Regions from separate parts of the Mus musculus genome. Here all the other regions are linked to region 2. The links are chromatin contacts, called in public Hi-C, HiChIP or PLAC-seq and promoter capture Hi-C maps. All regions are on one chromosome and are shown on one strand. The core of a region is the stretch at or near the end of the contact, and the rest is flanking DNA. Distances in the headings are between cores, read along the strand shown. Region 1 holds the start of Ly6h (lymphocyte antigen 6 complex, locus H). Region 2 holds the start of Arc (activity regulated cytoskeletal-associated protein). Region 3 holds the start of Ly6g2 (lymphocyte antigen 6 complex, locus G2). Region 4 has its middle 9.2 kb from the start of Gpr20.

Region 1 (3,288 bases), core at 754-3,253, 890 kb after region 2:
CCTGCGACCGATGCCCCGTTGCACAAATCTTTCTCGCAGCAGTCCACGTCGACTTTTAAGATCCCAGAGTTAATGAACCCCATCAGATAGTCTGAGAAAAAGTGCCGCTTAACGAAGTCGCAGGAGGAAGCACACATCTTGTTCACAGAATGATCCTTCCTGCCTGGGGGGAAAGAAGGAAGGCATGGGGGCTAAGGTCCACTTCCATCTGAGCTCTGTCCCTTCCCTAGAACCCAGGACCCTCCAGATCAGTTTAAGACGTGGAACCAGGGAGGAACAAGCCAGTGTTGTCTTGCCTCAAAGTCATGATCTTGTCCCAGGGAAGAGGAACTCAGAGGACACCTCTGATCTCTCCCTAGATCTAGCTTTCAGTAGCCCCGCCCCCTCACCCGGTCCAGGCTTACTGCTGCTGGGGTCGGTGATCCGCACGCTGGCACAAACGGTATCGGTGGGCTGGCACTGCTTCGGAGCGCAATGGCTGGAATTGGCCAGGGTGCAGTCCTGGCACCACAGGCCATGGGCTAGGCAGGGCATGAGAGAGGGATAACCAGGGGAACCCGAGTCTGGACAGCCAGACCCTACACCCCCTCTTCCCCAACCTGCTGCAGCTATCACGGCAGAACCATGCTCACAGAAGAGTTCACTCCCACAAGACCCAGAGTGGGCCTCCAGGTTGACCCTGTGCTGTGCCTACACATCCTGCCTCCCGCATCCTCTTACTCCTACACACAGCACCCCCAAAGATAGGTAGGTTCCAAGACAGGAAAGGTCCACCCGACTTAATAGGAAGCTCGCTGAACCTCTGAGAATGAGGGACATCTGCGCAGTACTAGAAGAAAGGTGGAAAGGCGCTGGATGCCCTCGAGTGTGGGGAGAGCCCCCGGTGGCTGGAGCTGAGATCTAAGAGTGGTGCTTCCCGTGATATGACCCCTCCCCGCGGGCCCCCGACTCACCCGGCGAGGGGCAGAGAAGCAAGGCCAGCAGCGCCAGACCGAGGCTCTTCATGGCTGCAGGCAGCATGCTCCGATAGGGCCTGAAAGAGGCGCGGGGGCTGCAGGCGGGGGTCCTCTGGGGCGCAGGCCTGGAGGGGAATAGCCTCGGTCAGAGGACCCAACCCTAAACACCCTTCCCTTTTCTGGCCTGAAGATGTAACCATCCCCCAGGAATCAAAAGCGCGCGGGGGGGGGGGGGGAGGTCCAGGAGCTCGCAATGCCCCACCCCCAACCCATCACCGGGAGCATCCACCATCACAGCCTCCCCTCCAGGGAAAAGAGGTCTGCCCTCTCCGGTGAGGTGGCCACCCGAGGTCCCCGCAGCCTTCGCCCTGCACCTGCGTGGGGAGATTGTCTTCTCTCCCCAAGGAGCTGTAGGTGCGTCCGGACAGGAAAAGCGGGAGGAGGGAGCGCACCTTACCTGCCGGCGGGGGAGGGTTGCGCGCCGCGTCCCCGTCCTCGTCCCCACCCCTGGGCTGGGGGGCCGGGAACCCCGCGCCGAGTCCCCTCCCCTGGTCCCCGCGCGCGCGCCTCGGCGCTCACCGCGAATCGGGGCGTGGAGTGCGGGCCTCGGGGTGGGGGGCGCACTCACATCCCTGGGGTGTCCGCACTCCGGGCTCAGCGGCGGGCACGGCGCGGGGAGCGATGCCCTTCGGTCTCCCTGCGGACCGGAACCGGGGCGCAGCTTCGTCTTTCGGGGAACGCAGCCGCAGACGCGGACCCCGCGCGAGGGGCGGGGCGGAACCGGGGCGGGGGCCTCGCACAGCTGGGAGACGCGCGGGGTGGGGGGCGCCCAGGGCTGGAGGCCACTCAGCAGGTCGCCCTACCCGGCCTCGGCGCCTTTCGTCCGCGCGCAACGCCCCTTCTAGGTCTCCCGCTCCTGCTCCCGCCGCAGCAGCCCCCCACCCTTTTCCACCTCCCTACCCGGCGTGGGAGGATCCTCCCACTCTGCTTGGCCGAGGTCCCTTGCAGATTCTCGGAAGAGCTTTGGCTGCTAAAGGAAGCAAAATGCACAAAGACGCAGCGAAAGAGGGAAGCGGAGAGGTAGGGCTGTGGGGTTCAGACGCCCAGCCTTGGGGCTCCTCCCTCCCCAGCATCCACCTCGCATCCGATAGTTCCAGCCAATTCTACTCCTAAGAGTGCCCATGACGACGCCCACCGGCAACTCAGCCCTAGGGACTTTTGTTACCAACCACACCCACACACAGAGATGACAATCCTGGCCCCTGTGTAAGGATCACACCAGGTTCACACCTTGGGCTCCTGCTCCCCCCCTGCCCTTCCAGCTCTCTTGGGCTCAGGGTAAGCCACAGCTCCCTTCGCTCCCTTGTCACACAGGAGGAAAGGTGTTCCGTGTTCAAAACCCTAGGCCCTGGAAAAAGCAGCTAGCACACCTTGGATTCTGCCCGCCCGCCCCACCCCCACCACAGAACCTCATACCAGACAAATGACTGTCACTAATACCAAGTCCTTGCTAGATGTGACAACCTCTGCTGTCAGTCTGAGCGTATAGTCTGTTCTCTTTGATCTAAACAGCACATTATAGATGCATGTTGCCTTGGTGTCTCGGTGTTGAGTTACAGGTAAGGAGAACACTTAGCAATAGAGCCTCCTCCTGCCCAGGGTCACACAAGTCACCAGGTGATCAAACAGCGTGAGCACTTGAGTAGTTCACAAGTGCTGAGGAATAGAGGGACTAGACACTTTGAAGAAGGGATCTAGATGAAGAGAGTGCCGAGGATAAGAATTAGTTCATACACAATTCTCTGCAAAAGAAGTCCCGCACTCCACTCCATTGTGGAGCCCAGAGCCAGCCTGCCATCAGACTGGGGTGAGAGCAGCTGTGCCTGAGCCTGCACTCAGGTTGACAGGCTGAGCTATAGTATGGATTCTTGCAGAGCAGAGGCTTGGTGAGGCTTCTAGGTAAGAAGTGTTTTTAGGGGAGTAAATGGTCCTTGAACCCCTGTTCATCATGCCGCAGCTTGAAAAGGCAGGCGGCCTGACTAGATTTCCCTCAACACTAACAAACCTCCTCGAACACAAAGCCAATGTGCTTATTAAGACATGCTAGAAGAAGAAACACACAACCCCAAGCCAAACCGCAAGTTTACCTGACAGAAAGAAACTTCGCTCACATGAAAAAAGACCAATGCAGGCCTTAAAAGGACTCCCAGGAAAAGGAGGTGATCACTGAAAAAGAAATCTGGGGGGGCGGGGGGGAAGCAACAAACACCCTACATGTCACACCCTTTTATTTACATGAAATGCCCCAAAGTGTAAGAATCCAACAAAGACA
Region 2 (3,286 bases), core at 609-3,108:
TGCAGGAGTGGGCTGCATCCCCGGAAGTTGAGGTTCCCTCAGCATCTCTGCTTTAGCATCTGCCCTAGGATGTCCCCTGGGTTTTGGTGCCTACTTTTTGTTGCCTTTCAGACACTTGGTTTCTTGATTACCCAAAGAGCCCTGGACACTGGAGCAGAATGAGGAAGCCAGATCGTGTTCTGTGATGGTCTGAGAGTGTAGAGGGTGAGGCCAATGGGGCTGGGGGCCAGGACCAGGGCAGACAGATGAGGGGTAGGCGGCAGGTGGGAGCCCTATGGGAAAGGGGCTTCTTGATGTTCAGTCCATGTAGCATGGTTGTGTGGCAGTTGTGAGTCAGGCCAGGTCAGTGGGTGAGTAGATGTCTGGCTGGACAGGGCATCCCTTTGGGAGTCAGCCCCAGCTCAAGTCCTAGTTGGCAAAAGCCACAGGCTGGGTGTGGCAGGCGGGCTGGGGACCCTGGGCTGGCCCCTCTATTCAGGCTGGGTCCTGTCACTGGCTACTGACTCGCTGGTAAGAGCAGGTGTGAGTGCCTCCGTCTCATCCTCTGTGGGCAGTGGGGTGCCAGAAGGCTCAGCTGCCTGCTCCAGGCCGTCCTGCACTTCCATACCCCTCTGGATAAGCTGCTCCAGGGTCTTGGGGAGTGGGTGGCGCAGAAAGCGCTTGAGTTTGGGCTGCAGGGTGCCCACCACATACTGAATGATCTCCTCCTCCTCAGCGTCCACATACAGTGTCTGGTACAGGTCCCGCTTGCGCCAGAGGAACTGGTCGAGTGGTTCACCCTGCTTCTGCGGCAGCTCCAGCTCCCGCTGAATGGCTTCACGGGAGAGTGTACCCTCACTGTATTGCAGAAACTCCTTCTTGAACTCCACCCAGTTCTTCACCGAGCCCTGCTTGAACTCCCACCACTTCTTGGCTGGCCCATTCATGTGGTTCTGGATCTGGGACAGCCAATATTCTTCAGAGCCACCCACCTGCCGCAGGTACTCTTCCAGGTGGCTCAGGAACTCCCGTGGGTCCTCGAAGATCTGTGTATCCACACCAGGGCTCGGTTGCCCATCCTCACCTGGCCCCCAAGACTGATATTGCTGAGCCTCAACTGACTCCTGTTCAGGCAGTTCTCCTGCGGCAGGTGGCGGGGTGATGGCATAGGGGCTAACGGTATAGTCATAGCCATCAGCTTCCTGGCAGTAGGGCTCTGGACCCCCCACACCTACAGAGACAGTGTGGCGGGCCGGCTCGCTGCCCACTGGGTATTTGCCGCCCATGGACTCCAGGCGGTCAGCCCACCTCTCCAGACGGTAGAAGACCTCCCTCCACACGTGCATCTCACGCTTGACCCAGCGCTCCAGGTTGGCGATGGTCTCCTGGCAGCGGCAAAGACAGGCCTTGATGGACTTCTTCCAGCGCTGTGAGTCGCCGGTGGGCACGTAGCCGTCCAAGTTGTTCTCCAGCTTGCCCACCGACCTGTGCAACCCTTTCAGCTCTCGCTCCACCTGCTTGGACACTTCGGTCAACAGATGCCGGTGGGTCCTCCGTACGTGTTCCAGCATCTCAGCTCGGCACTTACCAATCTGCAGGATCACATTGGGTTTGGCGGCCGGCCCACCCCGCGGGGCAGGGTAGGCGTGGAGGCCGCCGGTGGTCATATGGTCCAGCTCCATCTGGTCGTCGGTGCTGCGGCTCCGAACAGGCTAAGAACTCCTCTGAGGCAGAAGCCGGAAGGGAGCAGAGCCGGCGGCTGCAGCGGCAGTGGCAGGTGTGCGGTGCCGGAGGAGCTTAGCGAGTGTGGCAGGCTCGTCGCCGCTGAAGCTAGAGAGGCCCAGAGACTGCGGCTGCGGGAGAACTCGCTTGAGCTCTGCACCGAAACCGCCACCAGCGGCTATTTATGCTGCGCGGGGCCCGTGGGCGGCAGCTCGTGGAGCCCTGGCTCCCATTGGCGGCGCCCAGGCTCCGCGCCAGAGCCCGCCCGCGCCCTCTCCTGCCGCAGGCCCCGCCTTCCGCGCCTACTCGCTCCCCTCCCGTGGGTGCCCTCAAGGACCCGCCCCTTCACAGCCCCGAGTGACTAATGTGCTCTGCTGCGCGCCTCCCACCGGGAGGGATTTTGGGGACCGGAGACACTCTCCTCTACCTAGTCCTGGGCAGCGAGGATGAGGCTAAGGCAGGTTATTACCTACTGTTTGCCCTGGGGCCTCATGATCTCTTTTCTTAGGGAGCAGCTGGACGTTACCCCTCTGAATCTTTGATGCGCCCATCCTGACTCTTGCCCATCCTGACCACACAGTATGCAACTTCAGAAGTGCCTGGTAGGAATCTCTCACTCCAAACCCTTCTATCCTCAGCTGCCTTTGGTTAGCGGGACACACACACACACACACACACACACACACACACACACACACACCTACTTCCTGCCCAACCTTGCCCCAAGAGTCATAAGTCCAAATCCTAGCCTGGTCCAATATTGTTCGGGAACTCCACTCAGGCAAGGCTTTTTCTGGACCCCTTCATAGGTTTGTGGACACTGAGTGGCCCTGTCTGTGTGTCAGTGGCTGAACAGGGCCGCAGTGCCCTGAAACAGATGTATCACTTGAACCTGTACAGACACTGGGGTAGGGCATAGGGATATCAAGATGTGTAGGCAACATTGCTGAACCCTGAAGTCCCTAGGACCCAGCCACAACTGGACCAGAAGCTTCTCAAGCCTTCCAAGAGGTTAGTCCGGAGGAAGGAGGGAGGGAGAAGGAGGAAGGAGGGGAAGGAGCCTGCAGAGGAAAGCAAGATGCCATATAAGGAATGGGGCTCCGGAAGCTGAGATTCCCTCTAGAGGGAGGCCCCTTCCGATTCCCTGGCAACAGCCAACAGCGCTGTGGTGCAGTGGGGGAGGGCATCCTTCTTGACTTACACCAAGCCAGAAACACAGGTCTAGGTCTCCCATTTCCTGATGTTACTTGGGGACATATCACTGCCCACAGCAGAAGCCTACAGGGGCCCACAGACACATGGTGCCTGCAAGAACCCCCTTTCCTCTCTGCCAGCTCCCCCTCTCTCACACTCATACATACACACTGAACACTCATACCAACCAGCACTTAGCCCACTCACACCCTTCCATGTAGACTCATGCCCCCCACTCACGGCCCTCTCTGTGGACTCATGCCCCCCACTCATGGCCTTCCACACACACACCAGTGGCCCCCACTTGTAATCCACGTGTACTCACATCTCAGCTTCTCCCACCCCACTTTTGCTCACACACCTACAGAACTCTCCTAACCTCATATCCCTC
Region 3 (3,083 bases), core at 117-2,616, 540 kb after region 2:
TTGGGAAAGAAGGAAATGGGTGCCAGAATTTGGGAGAGTGGCAGTCCCTTTGACCCTGACAAGTAGGAAGTGTTCTCATACCTATGAAATCTTGACAGCATGGCTGCCTAAACAAGACTTGGCTCCAGATAACAAAAACAGACAGACCCGCTATCACAGAAGGGTAAACCTTGTAGGTCCCAGCCTTAGACAAAGAACTGCAGGTACCAAAAAGTAATTGTGAGAGTTAAACAGTCTTCCATGGGGAAGAGCTCCCAAACTAAGGCCAAGTACTCAGCTCTGAAATCAGATTCCTACAACTAACATTATACAGCCTGAGCACCTTGTATTTATATAGTCAGGAACATATGTGTTCAAGTGTTTTTGTTTGGGGATAACAACAATAAAATAAAATTTGGGAGTCCAAGTGGGTTATATGGGAGGAAAGGAAGGGGGAAATGATGTAACAGCTTAATTTAAAAATATTTTAAAAATTTAAAAGCACATGAGAATATGAATGCTATTACATATGGTGAAAACATAATTCTTTTTAAAAGTAAGGTATATTCTTTTTAAACAATTCAGGAGATCACACTCCCTATACATTAGATTTGAATCCATCTGTGATATTATTTAGACAACTATTTCTCACTAGTCTTTTTATTCTTGGTAAGGAAGCTATCTGGACATCATCGGCCCACTATTGTTGTAACTTAGAAGTCAAATTATAGTTAAATCTCTTCCCCCCACCCTGCTCTAATATCCATCAGAGAGGGGCTTTGTGCCGTGATCTAGCCACTCCAACAGGTACCAAAGTATCTGCAAGCCATCTCTCATCTCTCAAACCCAGCCTTCAAGACTAAAAGGAAAAAATAATGAGAAAGAATCTGTGGACTTTAGTTCCAACAATGTAAACTGCCCGTTTCTCTGGCTTCCTCTCCCCTCTGCCTAGGGCTTGTAAAAGATAGGAGAGAACCTAATCAGACGTGCCTAACATCTGACCTAAGAGGAAAGTCTAAAGTGCATCCCGAATCTTATAGAAGTGAATAGAAAGGAGCCAGCCGCTGTGAGAAAGGCATGAGAGGTTGTAGGTTCACAAACATTTGCCCCCTTACCTTGCTTTCTGAATGGCAAGCACAAGTCACCTGTGGCCCCTGCTCTTCTGACATCCTAGTCCTCCTGAATAATGGTCCCGCCCCAACTGAGTGGTTGTCCCTCACCAACTGATATAAATCTAGCTGACTAGGTCACCAACAAACCATGCTATCTCTTACAAAATAAACATGATGGTCAGAAGGAAGTAAGTACTGAAGCCCCTCCCTTTTCAGGAATCCAGCTGGGAGGAGCTGGGGAAAGAGTAAAGTACTTCAGTCCACATCTGATTGACCTTTCCACTGTGCCTGCAACCTGGTCCGGGAGGAAGTAAGGACTGGTGTCAGGAGGGAGCTGCTAGGTGACAAAGGGAAGAGCCCTCAGGATAGGGCTGTGGTGGGAGTGTGGGATTATGAAGGAAACGCTGGGTGGGTGGTGGGTGAGAGAAGTAGACAGACATGTATTCCTTGGTGAAAGCTGTGTGGGGGTTGGAGGGAGGGAAGATTGGATGCCTGAGCTCTGTGAGAGCCCAGGGATGTGATTGGTGATTTATTAACTGGCTCCAACTTCCAAGGTTTTATCTGTGTACCCTTTCTCCAAGGATGGACAGTTCTCATGCTACAAGGACCTGTGTGTTCATCCTTCTTGTGGCCCTATTGTGTGCAGAAGGAGGTGAGATGGAAAATGGGAGAGGAGCAGGAGGGTACAATGGAGATGGAAAAGGGCCTCAGGGTTGTAGGTACTCCTATTGTGTGCCCAGGACCCTGGGTATGCTGTGGCCAGTCGACTGGGGATTTGCTTGTGGTGGGTGAAGCCTCCTGTGCTGGGGTGCTTTACTGGGTCTGTAAACCAGACCCTGCTTTGCAACAATCAAAACATGCCAGAAGGACTCTTGGACCTCACTACCTGTGCCAGGAACCCTGGCCACCAGAGCAGTCTGTCCTTAGACTCTACCCTGCTGCCCTGGCCTCCCAGTCAGGACACTGGCCTGTGTGCACACAAACTGGCAGAGCCTTCTTTTCCTCCCAGCTGCCAAGTTAAGTGGTGTGGAATCCTTAATGCCTGACATTTGGCTTTTCCTTTTGCCCCAGCCAATGAGACCTGAATGCCAGAACTTCACAACTCTAAGAGCTCTGAGCTCTCAGATGCCTCTATACTTCTAGTCACATCTTTATTTGGGGAAGCCTCATAGTGAGCCTCAGCTTTGAGCTGGACAGTGGGAAGTTATGTGATCTGTCATGGGCCAATAACCAGGGGCCAGCTCTGCATGTTAAGGGTGGGACAGGTCAGAAGAGCCCTCTCCATCTGAGGGCCCCAGTAACTACTTACACACCCACTCACAGGTTCAGCAGACATTTGGTATCTATGTCTTCCCAATATGGTGAATGTGTCTCAAATACCTCTAGGGGTGCAGGTCTCTTCTGTGGGGCTGGCTAGTTGAGACAGCAGTACAGAGCACATTTGAACAATGGATGCTCTTGTTTTGCTTTTGCTTTTCGTGGAGGTGAATGGGCAGCAATGTCCTTGCTCTGTTCTAGTGGCCAGCAGCTGTGTGGACTTAAAGACATTGAGAGGACATGTTTGGCCTAGGAAGGGCATGCCCTAGCACTCATGTATTGTCTTCTTTCTCAGCTCAGGGGCTGGAGTGCTACTGTTGCCTGGGGGTCCCACTTGAGACTTCCTGCAAAACAATGACCTGCCCCTACTCTGATGGATTCTGTGTTACTCAGGAAGAAGAAGTTATTGTGGGTATGTGCCCTGTGGCCTATAAAAGGTGGCTGAGTGTGGCTTTGGAGCAAATGTTGGGTCTGTTACTTGTGGACCATGGTTTCCCTCCCTCCAAGTACAGCTTTCCTGTGATTGAAGTGAGACTCCTGCAATGTGGGGAACGTTGGAGTCCAGGGATGTGCTGAAATGTGGATTTTAAAGCAGGGCTGCCCATTTGCATGGATGGTGTTCATCTGTCATCAGTGCAGTTATGTGATGCTCTTGCCAGTACTTTATGTCTAGGA
Region 4 (3,383 bases), core at 244-2,743, 960 kb before region 2:
CCTCCAAGTCTGAGGACACAGCGGTCTAACCTGAACTCACTGGGTCCTTGGCTTCTGCTCTGACCTAGCCCTTCTAACTATCATCCAGGGCAGAAGATAGGGGACTTGGATGGCGTTGGGAGCCTGGAGATTGGTTTTGCATAGATGCTTCCTGTTCTGCTAGGAGAGAGGAAAGATGGGGCAGAACACGTGTCAGGCCCTGAGTCTGGCGCACAGCGGCCACTCAGCAGTCGTCAGCTCTAACTCCAGATCCATGAACTAGCACACCCATCCCCAGCCCCTGAAGGTTTCCCCACGCTTTGGGGAAAGCCAAGCAAGACATGTCAGTGTTAGGTTTCAAACCTGGCACAAAGGGCTAACTGAGGTGTCTCTTTAACATATCACAGCAGGCCTGGCTGACACGTTCTCCCAGCATCCCTCAGCCCCTGTGCGTTACAAGGTATGGCTAGCATACCCCACCCCTTAGCCTAAACTTCTCCAGCCCAGAAGTTGAGATGCCCTTCCCCCAGCTGCCCTTTGGTATACAATCCAGCCATTTTGGTTACCTGGCCTGTTTGCTCTACTCTTTCCTCTTCTGACTCTCCCCTTTCTCCTCCCCTGTCTTCTCACATGGTCCAATTCAGGATCATGTCCACTCTGGACTCTCCCAGCTGTCCTTCCCTGTGACTATACTCTCCCTTTGTTCTACAATAAATCTTCTCCATCCGAACAAGGAATAGTCATGTTCTCTCTCTCTCTCTCTCTCTCTCTCTCTCTCTCTCTCTCTCTCTTTCTTTTCTTCATTCGGTCAGGTGGCACCTGAAACCCCATGCCATCTAGGTATCTTGCTAGGGTGCCAACTGTGTGGTCCCAACCAACTTTGTCATGGCCAGCTGCCAGCACACCCCCTTCATGCCTCTGTACCTTACAGGTGCTGTTCCTGCGCCAGCCCTTCCCACCTTCACTGGCCTGAAACCTCCTGTGTGTCCTAGGCTAATGTCACCCAGACCTGTGAGTCTGCCACTCTTGGGGACGTAGTGCATGGCCTGCCAACTCTTAAGAAGCATCCTTAGATGATACTGGATGACCTGGGGTGCTTGTACCCCAGATCAGATGGTGACCCCTTCTCAACAGCATTTTATAGTTCAGCCTTGCAAGCTAGCAGATCAAGGGAGAGGCCAGTTTGAACCCTCTGATTGATAGGGCAGGGCAATCCTAGTTATCAAGAGGCTAAGATAGGAAGAACATAAGTTTGAGGCTGTGAGATCCTGTTTCAAAACACTAACCAACCATGGTCCTCTCATGGCAGAGATTGCTACTCTCTGGGCTATGTTTTCTGGAAACAAGAGCACAGGCTCCCCTAAAAAAGGCTTGATGGAAGGAGGTCAGCTTCTCTATGGAGGGGACGACGAGAGTGATTTGCCATCACTGGGGTGCCTTCAGTCTCTATAGCTCCGGAGAGCCATGCGACCCTCTGGTGGCAAGTGCTTACAAGTGCAGAGGGCATTTGGCCTCTCGGAGCTCCTGTCCCTGAGTTCCCCCTGCTGGAGACTCGGGAAATGGGAACGAGGTGTAGGTCCTACGCTTCAGCACAGGGAGAGAGAATCATCTTCAGGTTCCAGAGGTCAGAGATTGAGTTTTTTCTTCTGTATTCTTGTGCCCCCGCCCCAGGGATGAGGCTTCAGTTGTCCTTAGCCTGGACCTCCGTGTCTGTCCCCGTCCCTCCCAAACCTCCCCCGCACTCCTGCCCCCCCCCCCCCCGGCGGGGCTGGCTACTGTTTTCCCACAGGCTTCCTCCAGGGGGCGCCCATACCCAGCAGGTACAGCCACCCGCTAGGGTCCTTTGTTGGGTACTACAGGTTTTCCAAATCCTGGGTCAATGGATTGTCTGTCCGTCTGCCCTCTGTGGAGTCTTGTTTGGATGCCTGAGGCATTCTGTGTCACCCCATTCCCCGAAGCTTCCTGCTGTACTCCCCAGTCTATCTGAATGTTGCCCCGGAGTCATATCAGCGTTCTTCTTCTCTTCCTTCTACCATTTGAGGGGCCGGGGAAGAGGATAAGGGGTGGGGTGTGGGACCAGGGAAAGAGGTAGGGGATGAGGAGCGGTACTGGGGTCGAGACTCGAGGGGACCACGACAGAGGACCATGGTCCAGTCACCAGTCCCTCCATTGTTCTCTCTCCCCTGTATCTTGCTCCTCCTGACCATTTCAGAGGCCCTAATCTAACTTGGTCAGAACAGCAGAGCAAACAAATGACAAGTTCTGTTTTCCATTTCAACCAAATCACAAACTTCCTGTTATCCTCCACAGAGGACTAGAAACCCCAAGGCAGAAACAGGGCTGTTCTGCTCTGGAATAGAGTGGTCATTGCCGGGCAGCCTAGTCATGGTCTGAAAGGCCCTTATTTAACACACAGAGGGCCTACCACTGCTGAGGCCAAAGGGGAGGGGTGGTTAGAGGTGTAGGGTCATGTCCCTCTCCCCTCCAGGCATCTGGAGGTGCTGCGGGCTGACGCAGGCCTGCTTCAGGTTGCCTTCCACGCACCGTCAAGCAAGGAAAAGTCTGTGACACTTCCTGGGCCCATAGGTTCAGCCCAGGGCTGGCTGTGCCTGAGGATGGGCACATCAGGGACCCCAACTAAGAATTTTCAGGGACCATTTTATACAACACACACACACACACACACACACTCACACACTCACACACACACTCACACACTCACACACACACACACACACACACTCACTCACACACACACACACTCACTCACTCACACACACACACACACTCACACACACACACATACTCACACTCACACACACACACACACACACACACTCACACACACACTCACACACACACACACACACACACACACACACACACACACACACTCACACACATATATTTGTTGTTGTTTTGGTTAAGATTTTCCCCTCTGGTTCTTTATTTTATGTATGTGAGTACACTGCAGCTGTCTCCAGACACACCAGAAGAGGGCACCAGATTCCATTACAGGTGGTTGTGAGCCACCATGTGGTTGCTGGAAATTGAACTCAGGACCTCTGGGAGAGCAGTCAGTGCTCTTAATCACTGAGCCATCTCTTCAGCCCTTTCCCTCTGGTTCTTATGTAGCGTGTTTCCTCATATTACAGAAAAGCATCTAAGTCATTTGACTGTATCTTGTCTTCCTGTCACCACATTTGACCCTCACGACGGGGTTCCTTCCTGTTCTCTGATAGCCCAGCTTGTACTTCATCACCCCACCCCACACCTGGCGTATCTCCCTTGAGATGGTCTCCACTTTCCTGCAAAGGGCATATTTATTCTTTGTCATGGCTGAATAAAGCCCCACTGTGTATAAACGCCACAGTTCTTTATCCATTCAGCTGCGACTCCGTTGT

The links. Promoter capture Hi-C pulls out the DNA fragments that hold promoters and counts their contacts. A called contact is a pair of places that touch in the nucleus more often than the background predicts. HiChIP or PLAC-seq counts read pairs in DNA pulled down with a chosen protein or histone mark.
Region 1: a contact with region 2 is called in a Hi-C map of cortical neurons. The contact joins the promoter of Ly6h here to the promoter of Arc in region 2. A contact is called at or near these places in 1 of 39 promoter capture datasets (pre-B cells), 1 of 484 Hi-C or Micro-C datasets (cortical neurons) and 2 of 115 datasets of contacts at active chromatin or transcription factors (embryonic stem cells and stem cell-derived neural progenitor cells).
Region 3: a contact with region 2 is called in a FOXA1 HiChIP or PLAC-seq map of pancreatic cancer cells. The contact joins the promoter of Ly6g2 here to the promoter of Arc in region 2. A contact is called at or near these places in 2 of 39 promoter capture datasets (cranial neural crest and pre-B cells), 1 of 115 datasets of contacts at active chromatin or transcription factors (pancreatic cancer cells) and 1 of 9 other capture datasets (liver).
Region 4: a contact with region 2 is called in a promoter capture Hi-C map of neural stem cells. The contact joins the enhancer-like site here to the promoter of Arc in region 2. A contact is called at or near these places in 4 of 39 promoter capture datasets (embryonic stem cells, hippocampal neurons, neural stem cells and 1 more), 2 of 484 Hi-C or Micro-C datasets (CD4 T cells and the N1E-115 cell line) and 5 of 115 datasets of contacts at active chromatin or transcription factors (double positive thymocytes, embryonic forebrain, embryonic stem cells and 2 more).

The regions. Positions count from the first base shown.
Region 1 is chr15:75,565,179-75,568,466 of GRCm38.p6, forward strand. Ly6h (lymphocyte antigen 6 complex, locus H) reads right to left here and starts at 2,004. Exons shown (of 4, transcript NM_011837.3): 1 at 1,585-2,004; 2 at 954-1,081; 3 at 405-521; 4 at 1-163. The coding sequence starts at 1,586.
Region 2 is chr15:74,670,712-74,673,997 of GRCm38.p6, forward strand. Arc (activity regulated cytoskeletal-associated protein) reads right to left here and starts at 1,859. Exons shown (of 3, transcript NM_018790.3): 1 at 1-1,859. The coding sequence starts at 1,661. The coding sequence ends at 471. Gm32994 (a long non-coding RNA gene) reads left to right here and starts at 2,302. Exons shown (of 5, transcript XR_003951652.1): 1 at 2,302-2,712.
Region 3 is chr15:75,215,012-75,218,094 of GRCm38.p6, forward strand. Ly6g2 (lymphocyte antigen 6 complex, locus G2) reads left to right here and starts at 1,367. Exons shown (of 5, transcript NM_001371105.1): 1 at 1,367-1,401; 2 at 1,673-1,743; 3 at 2,704-2,820. The coding sequence starts at 1,674.
Region 4 is chr15:73,715,003-73,718,385 of GRCm38.p6, forward strand. No RefSeq gene overlaps it. Among named protein-coding and RNA genes, the nearest start is that of Gpr20, 9.2 kb to the left of the region's middle. Within about 2 kb of position 1,494, at least 18 of the 459 cell types and tissues checked have an H3K27ac peak or open chromatin away from gene starts, as enhancers often do. A contact at or near this core is called in hippocampal neurons and neural stem cells, where this site is marked.